Regions from separate parts of the Sus scrofa genome. Here all the other regions are linked to region 2. Evidence: chromatin contacts called from public HiChIP or PLAC-seq data. All regions are on one chromosome and are shown on one strand. The core of a region is the stretch at or near the end of the contact, and the rest is flanking DNA. Distances in the headings are between cores, read along the strand shown. Region 1 overlaps TBC1D9B (TBC1 domain family member 9B). Region 2 holds the start of MGAT4B (alpha-1,3-mannosyl-glycoprotein 4-beta-N-acetylglucosaminyltransferase B). Region 3 holds the start of MAML1 (mastermind-like protein 1).

Region 1 (2,700 bases), core at 34-2,533, 97 kb after region 2:
AAAAAAGTGGCTATCTTGTCTCAAGTCTTAAATTTATGGATTTAAAGCTGCTTATGGCATTCTCTCTCTCTCTTTTTTAACCCTGCTTTGTTAAAAGCGCTCTCATGTTTCATTTCCAGCATTGCTCATTTGAGGTTTCTCTCTTTTGTCCTGGATCACTTTTGCCACAGGTTTATTTACATTTGAGAGCTGCTTTTGGATCTGTTGCTCCTCCGTGTCATTCCTTCATTTTCTATGGAATTAACTTCTGCCTTTTGTTACAGACATACCCTGGAGATACTGTGGGTTCAGTTCTGAACCACGGCAATAAAGTCAGTATCAAATTAAAGTGAGTCACATGAATTTTTTGGTTCCCCAGGGCATACAAAAGTTATGTTTACACTGTCCTGTGGCTTATTAAATATGTCACAGCATTACATCTTAAAAAAATAAGGTACCCATCTTAATTAAAAAATACTTTATTGCTAAGAAATACCTACCATCATCTGCACCTTCAGTGAGTAGTTATCTTTCTGTGATAACTGCATTCCTTCTTTCTAATTCCCCAGCTTCTCTGGTGTTCTTCTAACTTACTGAGTTGGACATCTGACTCATTAATTCTCACCCTTTCTTCTTTTTGTCATATTATAAAAATAAGATTTAAGGCTTTAAATTTCCTTCTCTGTGCTGCTTTTGCTGCATCACACAAATTCTGATGTAAAGTAGTATTTCCAGAATTGTTCAGTTCTTAGTATCTTCCTTTTTGGGGGGCTTTTTGTCTTTTTAGGGCTACACCCGCGACATATGGAGGTTCCCAGGCTAAGGGTCCAATTGGAACTGTAGTGGCTGGCCTATGCCACAGCCACAGGAACGTGGGATCCAAGCCACGTCTGCGACCTATACCACAGCTCATGGCAATGCTGGATCCTTAACCCACTGAGGGAGGCCAGGGATCAAACCCACATCCTCATGGATCCTAGTCAGGTGCACTAACCGCTAAGCCACGACAGGAGCTCCTCCAGTACTTATAATTTCCATTTTTGCTTTGCCCCATCTAGAACTTTGTTCTGATTTGTTGATTAGTTTGTTGGGGCCTACCATAAGAGAAACATTTAATAAGTTGCTGTTATTATTACTATTGCCTAGCTAGCTCATTAGGAGAGTGAAGGCTTCCCTCTGCTCCCTTTGCCTGTTTTCCTGGAGCTAGAAATCGGCCCTCCCTGAACCCCAAGTGCATGGAGAACTGCTGAGGAACTCTTAGGCTACCCGCCCAGGGCTAGGAGGTTCTGGCGTAATAGAGTCACAGGGGATGTTGCCCAAAGTAAGTCTGCATCATCAACCTTTGGCTCAGTAAGAGTCCTCTGAAGAATCTACCCTAAGGCTATAATCTAACAGAAAGAAAAAGACACACATACACTCAGATTATAATGTTAACTATTCCCTAAGGAGGAAGCAACCTAAATATCATCGTGATAAAAACTTTTACATATTGCTAAAATCTTCAAAATTATTTTGAAAGCTGTAAAATTTTCCACTAAGAATACCACACATGACTGACTAAGGCCTCAGAATAGAGAATGCTCAGCACAGTGTTCACATAGAAAGTACTCAACGAATGCTATGCTAGCAGTATTAGCACTCTCATTTTGCAGAGGCAAGAACAGCTACTTCCCCTCTTACCATGGGACTGGGAGGAAATGTTTCCAGTTTTTTTTTTTTTTTTGCTGACAGTGTTGCAGAGAACATCCTGAGACACACATCCTTCTGCACATATGAATACACTGTAGGGTAAATTTCAAAAATGGACTTGCTGGGTCAAAGTGTCTGTGCATTTTGAAGTAATGTGAGTTTTATAACAAAAACACACTTCAAACTATTCTATCATTTCCAACTTCTTCCTCGTTTGGCCAAGGAACTGGCCATCAGAGTTGTGTATCTGCATATTTGCTCTAAGGCCCTTTGCAGGGAATGGAAACCCCCAGCTAAGCTTAGTCAGACACCAGGGGCTGGCCAGAACATGGGGCCTGCACACAAGTTCAAGTACCCCTTTCAACATCAAGGGAACTGGATCCACTTCGTTTCCATCTCTGTTTAAAAGACCTACACCATGCTGCCTGAATGTCGTTGAAGATAACCTAGGAGAATACTGCTAGCCCAGAGAAGAGAGTAAGAACCAGGAGTGGAAAGTGAATCTTACATGTATCTTGCCCTTGACGAACGTGGTAATATCCTCCTCATTGTCAAAGATGGACAGAGTCTGAAGTAAGTTGTTTTCCAGCCATTCCCAGTGTTTTGTGATTTCTTTGCGGGAAGAACCTAGGGGAGGTTTGGTGGGGGGAAGAAAAGGAAAATCATAAAATTATCAGGCCTTAAACATAAACTCAGGGAGTTCCCATTGTGGCTCAGCAGTAATGAACCTGACTAGTATCCATGAGGACACAGGTTCGATCCCTGGCCTCGCTCAGTGGGCTAAGGATACAGCATGGCTGTGAGCTATGGTGTAGGTCGCAGATACAGCTCGAATCTGGGGTTGCTGTGGCTGTGGTGTAGGCCGGAAGCTGCAGCTCCGATACAACCTCTAGCCTGGGAACTTCCATATACCATGGGTGTGGCCCTAAGAAGAAAACAAAAAACAAAACAAAACAAAAAACTCAAGGAGAGATTAAAATGTATGACCTAATTTGCTATATACCCAAGGGACTACAGTCTTAGAGCTGCTTA
Region 2 (2,700 bases), core at 101-2,600:
TAGAGAGCAATGGGTTTGTGAACCCTTAGAAGACTTAAGGTTGCTCTTGAAAAGGGATAAGTATTGAGATTAAAGTTTCATCATAGCAGGAATGTTACCAAGTTTAAATAGTTGTAGATAAAGAGAATTGTATTACTTAATATTCCTAGCATAAAACTGATCAATTCCATTCCATGGTCACACTTTCAGTGCCCAGGTACAGCAGAAAGTAGCCAAAAAGATCGCTGCCCCCTTTTCCATGGACATTGACACTGAGGAGTTGTAAGCAGTCCTTCGTGAGTGACCTTTAGTGGCCAGCATTGTAGGGGGCCCTTCCCCCATGCAAGTGACAGCTAGTGAGAGACCCTTGGCTCCCCCCCCCCCGCTTCTCAGTATAAAAGGAGCCTGAATTGGGACTGAGGCAAGATGGTTTTCTAAAACACTAGTCTGCCATCTTCTTGGTCTGCTAGCTTTCAGATTAAAGTCACTATTCCTTGCCCCAACAACTCATCTCTGGAATGTACTGGCTTGTCGTTGGGAAGGCAGAGCGGACTTGGGTTTGGTATCATCAGGAACAGTGTACCCAGGTGCCTGGAGCTGGTACCCTGGGAACCCTCTGGCACAGCACAGCCACCTCTGTGACCTTGTGTCTCTGTCCCTCTGTGAGAACTCTGAAGTCCCCAGCATGGCAGAACTGTACTCACGGAGGCCGGTTCGGAGCGTGCCCTGGGCGCCCACTATCTGCTCACCCGCGCGGCCCAGCCCAGGCCGCAGGAGAATTTCTTTATTCCAGCAGCAAACAAGTGGGGGCGAGGATGGGAGGGGCGTCCTCCCCCGCCGCTCGGGCGAGGAAGGGGCGCCTGCGTCCGCTTCCGGCCGCTTCGCGGGCGGATGCCCGCACCCTGCTCCGGACGCCGGCTCCCAGGTGTGGATGGGGCACCGGGCGGGCGGCGGCGGAGGAGGGGCTCACCTTTCTGGCCGCTGAGCGCCGCGTACCAGGAGAGGGAGAGGAAGGCGCACAGGCAGAAGAGCAGCAGCGTCAGGAAGGTGCCATTGCGGAGCCTCATCTCCTCGGGTGCGCGGTGGGCGCCGGCGGGGCCGAGGCCGCATGGCCCGGGGGACCGGGGCCGGGGCGCGGGGACCAGGAGGCTGCGGGGGCCCCGGCCCCGGGGCGGGGACGGGCTGGGAGCCCGGGGCCGGGCGGGGATGCAGGCGGGCCTGCCGGGGTGGACACCTGACCGGTCGCGGAAGTAACCGCTACTCCCGGGTGCGGGGAGCAGACGGCCTCGGCTTGGCGCCTGGGCCGGGATGGGCTAAGCTGCGCGGCAAGAGCCGCGGCCCGGCCTGGATCCGGGGCCGCCGCCGAGTGGCTGCGAAGGGCGGGGCGGCCGGGATTTAAAGGGGCCGCATCACAGGCTGCCACCACCAGCACCGCGAGGGGGCGGGGTGGGACCAACACCGGGATTCCGCCCTCCGCCAGGCTCGGGACAGTGGCTGCTGCGTGGACTCACGCGGTCCCAGACTTGGGGCTGCCCTGGGCTCAGGCCTCAGGTAGGTTGAGGCCGTGGCCTTCAGGCAGGTCGCTTTGGGTGGAGGCGTCGTGCGTGGACCTCTGACCCCTTTTCAGTAACATTTCCATTATGAACAACCCCCACCCAGGTCCGGAGCCCACTCAGGTTAACTCTGGGAACTTCAGGCCCCTCCCCTAGGTCTAAGGGAGTCTAGGAAGTGGGAGGGGAGTAATAGGGAAGAACAAATCTGACTCCATATTAGATCTGTTCCTGTTATTTTAACCTTTGTGCTTTGTTGCCTGTGCTTAGTCATGCTCTGCACCTTTTTTGTTTTAAAAACAATCTTGTCTATACCTATGTCTATGTGGACAGCTATGAAAACAAATTATCAGGCACAGAGAAATTTGCAACAACCACGTCCCTCCCTCATCTTGCCTTTACAAGGGCTTTGCTGAAAGCCTGCAGGGAGTTTGTGGCTTTTTAAAGCACAAGCAACCCATTTCCTTGCATGGCACTGCAGTAAACCTTTCTGTGCTCCAAATCCTGACTTTCGGTGTTGTTTGGCTTTGGTGTGCACTGAGCACACGGACTTGGTAACAATTATGGCAGCCCAGGTGGGACACTGTGCCCAGCAGATTGACACCTGCTGGGGCAGCCCCTTACCTGAGTTCCCAGCAGCTGCCCAGAGCTCATTTTGCTCTGGGGAAGAGGTGTGTGTGTGTGTCTCTCGCCCTGCAGGCACCAGCCACCCCAGGGCAGGATGCTGTTTAAAGCTAAGAAATGTCCAGAGCTGTGTTCCACATTCAGTGTTGATTGGGGGTAAGTCGCTCCAGCTTGCTGAGGCTGGGAACTCTCTCCATTCCATTTGGGCTGCTTCCCTTGTGGGAAGTGAGTCACTTTGGGTCCGTTCTCTTTTGAGATCTGGGCCAATCTGTTTGGACGTGTCTTCTGTCTGGGAATGGAAGTGGAATTTTAGACTACCCCGTCTCTGATTTTCTGTCTTATATGTTATTTGTAATTGTGTGTGTGTGTTGTTTTGGGGTGAGCCACTCCAGTTTGTGCCTTTGTTTGTGGGACTGTAAGTTTGTTGTTTGTATGTGTATCAGTATGCATTGGTCCATAGAGACATTTTTGATAACAGGTATCCTTGCCTATTGCGCTGGGTTTTGCTTATGGCAGAGTAGTGGTTGGGATTTTCCCTTTGCAATGG
Region 3 (2,701 bases), core at 133-2,632, 93 kb before region 2:
GCAACGCCGGATCGTTAACCCACTGAGCAAGGGCAGGGACCGAACCCGCAATCTCATGGTTCCTAGTCAGATTCGTTAACCACTGCGCCACGATGGGAACTCCTTCAGTGATATTTTTGAAAGACCACAACTGTATTTATGCAATATTAGGCTTTTGAAGTGCTTACTAAAGTACTGGAAATGTAATGCTCCTAGTTACTATTATCTTTGCTATTAGAAAAGAAATTATTTCCGGTGTAGAATTTGAAGAATGTTAAGAGCAGGACCATGTTATGGCATTCATGAGCCCTAGGCAATTTTGCCTTTCTGGGCCACTTAAATTTTTTTCTGCGTTTGTATAAAAACAAATACTATTTGAATGAGGACTCAATTTTTTTTTTCTGATTTTAAAATAAAACGTTTTCACTGGCCTAGTAAAAAGTGTAACATGTTTGAGCTATTATTGACGTTTCTCATTTTGGCACCTCCTATTTAACTTTTTAGCAATCAGGGTGCCAATACCTGTTTCTAGTTAACTTGGCCCAACACCACAGACTATCTGTTTCATTGCTCCTGTTTTTTCCCTACAGTCTCCCATTCTCTTTACGTACTGGTTATAATACTAGAGTGCAGTTGTCTTTAGTCGGATTTTGTTGAGTGACTCTGTTTTACCTAACAAGCTTTAAAACTTTTTAAAATCTTTAAAATATATTTTTTAAAGAGTTTGCAGGCTAGGCTCCCTGATTGGGTGGGTGTATGTGTGTTTACTTAAGGATCATCCTTTGCAGTTCTATTCTCCCACCACCACCACCACCCCGCAAAGAAAGAGCTAGACTCCTTTCTCTCTTCATATCTACTAGGGATTTTTTTTTTAAAGTGGTAGTTGAACTTGTGAAATCTGTTAAGACATATAAAGGGAGATGATAGTCTCGATGATTCAGAATAGTGCAAGAGGAAACAAACCTTTTCAGCTCACTCGTGTACGATTCTGACCAATTGTGAGGCTGAATGTAATGAGTGAGGGAAGAAAACCAGCTGGAAAAAGCATGGCTTACTTGAGAGCTCATCAAAGCCGAATTTAAAGAGGCTGAAGGAGTGCCAGGCGGGCGTCTGGGTTTAGCCAGTTAGGCCTGCCCCTCTTTCCTCTGCGGACCCGGAAGGGCCTCTCCGCATGAGGCGGTGTTAGGGCCGGCTCCAGGCGGTCTCAGTTGGCTGGAACCCAGGCCCGAAGCCCGCCCAGCTGCTACCCTCTGCCTCTCACTAGAGAGTTCCTTTTAAACTCCGCACGGGAGCCCTAGCGCGCTTCTTGCGTGCTCGTGCCCGCCCCTCGGGCCGCCCACTCTTTCTTCTCTGATTGGCTGCAATCCCTGTTCATCAGCCGTGACGCCGGGGTAGCTTGCCGGGGCCCTGCCCTCTTCCGAGAGCCCTGAAAACAATTTTAAGATGGCGGCGGCGGCGGCGCGGAAAACAATGGGTTCGGGGCGGCGGGGACAGGCCGAGGCCTGAGGTGGGCAGCGAACGCCTGCCCCGGTTGGGCCGAGCGGGGCCGGAGCAAGACCCGCCGCCGCGCTCGAGCCCGCTGCACAGCTCTCGGGGTCATGGCGTGGCCATAAGGCGGCCGGGCCACGGGCGGGGAGCGGAGCCCACAGTGCCAGCCGGCCCCGAGAGGCCCGACTTGGGCCCGGCCCGTGCAGCCCGCGGCCCATGGTGCTGCCCACCTGCCCCATGGCGGAGTTTGCGCTGCCGCGGCACAGCGCGGTCATGGAGCGCCTCCGCCGGCGCATCGAGCTGTGTCGGCGCCACCACAGCACCTGCGAGGCCCGCTACGAGGCCGTGTCGCCCGAGCGTCTGGAGCTCGAACGCCAGCACACCTTCGCCCTACACCAGCGCTGCATCCAGGCCAAGGCCAAACGCGCCGGCAAGCACCGGCAGCCGCCTGCCCCGGCCCCGGCCCCGGCGCCTGCCCCGGCCCCCCGCCTCGACGTCACTGACGGTCCGGAGCACGGCCGCCCTGTCGCGGTGAGTAGGGCTCGGGGAGCCTCCCCTTCCTGGGAGACTCTGCCCCGACGCCTCCTGGGGCCCTTTGAGACTTCCCCAGTGCCCTTAATTCGTCGGGTCTGGCTCGGGGGAGGCTAATATGGCAGGGACTGAGCAGTTGTCATCTGCGGGAAATGGCACTGTGGCATTACTTTGGGAAAACACGACCCCAAGGACCTTACGTTAAGGCTCCGGCCGGGAAGGTTGGCGAACCATCGTTGAAAGGTTTTTCTTCCAGACTTGATTCCGAAATTATGAGTAGTTTACTTTTGGAACAGACTGGTATTAAAGTTGCCTTTGAGAGTGGCTTCATTTACTCTGTAAATGTCCATTGGGTCCTTGCTCTTTGCAGCGTCAGGGCTTAAATATGAGAATAAGACGAACTTTAGTTGACCAGATCAAACTGTTCTGAATGGAAAATCCGAGAATCTGGAAATCTTAGTGAAGGCATAGTACTGCTCATTGCGTGGCACAAAAGTATTCTTTGTTTAGGGAATTCCGAAGTTTGTGTATTTGTGATTCCAGCAATATTGTGGACAATTCCAGTTTTAATTATAAGCCTGTTTAAAATCTCTGACGGTGTTAAGTTTCGTCGGTAAATTATTGTTCCCTTTGGGTTCTCAGTAGATATTCGGGAAATTTGTTGGTTAGAAGTTTTCCTCCCTGAAATTGATAAAACAGGTTT

Evidence for each region. HiChIP or PLAC-seq counts read pairs in DNA pulled down with a chosen protein or histone mark.
Region 1: an H3K27ac HiChIP or PLAC-seq map of alveolar macrophages shows a contact between it and region 2. The contact joins the enhancer-like site here to the promoter of MGAT4B in region 2. A contact is called at or near these places in 1 of 5 promoter capture datasets (fetal liver), 4 of 47 Hi-C or Micro-C datasets (blood, embryonic fibroblasts, liver and 1 more) and 1 of 2 datasets of contacts at active chromatin or transcription factors (alveolar macrophages).
Region 3: an H3K27ac HiChIP or PLAC-seq map of alveolar macrophages shows a contact between it and region 2. The contact joins the promoter of MAML1 here to the promoter of MGAT4B in region 2. A contact is called at or near these places in 1 of 5 promoter capture datasets (fetal liver), 2 of 47 Hi-C or Micro-C datasets (embryonic fibroblasts and liver) and 2 of 2 datasets of contacts at active chromatin or transcription factors (alveolar macrophages and skeletal muscle).

What each region holds. Positions count from the first base shown.
Region 1 is chr2:78,685,169-78,687,868 of Sscrofa11.1, reverse strand. TBC1D9B (TBC1 domain family member 9B) reads right to left here. Exons shown (of 22, transcript XM_003123648.4): 3 at 2,177-2,295. Among named protein-coding and RNA genes, the nearest start is that of TBC1D9B, 11 kb to the right of the region's middle. Within about 2 kb of position 1,283, at least 4 of the 83 cell types and tissues checked have an H3K27ac peak or open chromatin away from gene starts, as enhancers often do. A contact at or near this core is called in alveolar macrophages, where this site is marked.
Region 2 is chr2:78,782,425-78,785,124 of Sscrofa11.1, reverse strand. MGAT4B (alpha-1,3-mannosyl-glycoprotein 4-beta-N-acetylglucosaminyltransferase B) reads right to left here and starts at 1,350. Exons shown (of 15, transcript XM_003123649.4): 1 at 950-1,350. The coding sequence starts at 1,046. LOC106507307 (a long non-coding RNA gene) reads left to right here and starts at 1,344. Exons shown (of 3, transcript XR_002341724.1): 1 at 1,344-1,530; 2 at 2,229-2,309.
Region 3 is chr2:78,875,314-78,878,014 of Sscrofa11.1, reverse strand. It overlaps MAML1 (mastermind-like protein 1), which reads left to right and starts at 1,382. Exons shown (of 5, transcript XM_003123646.5): 1 at 1,382-1,998. The coding sequence starts at 1,684.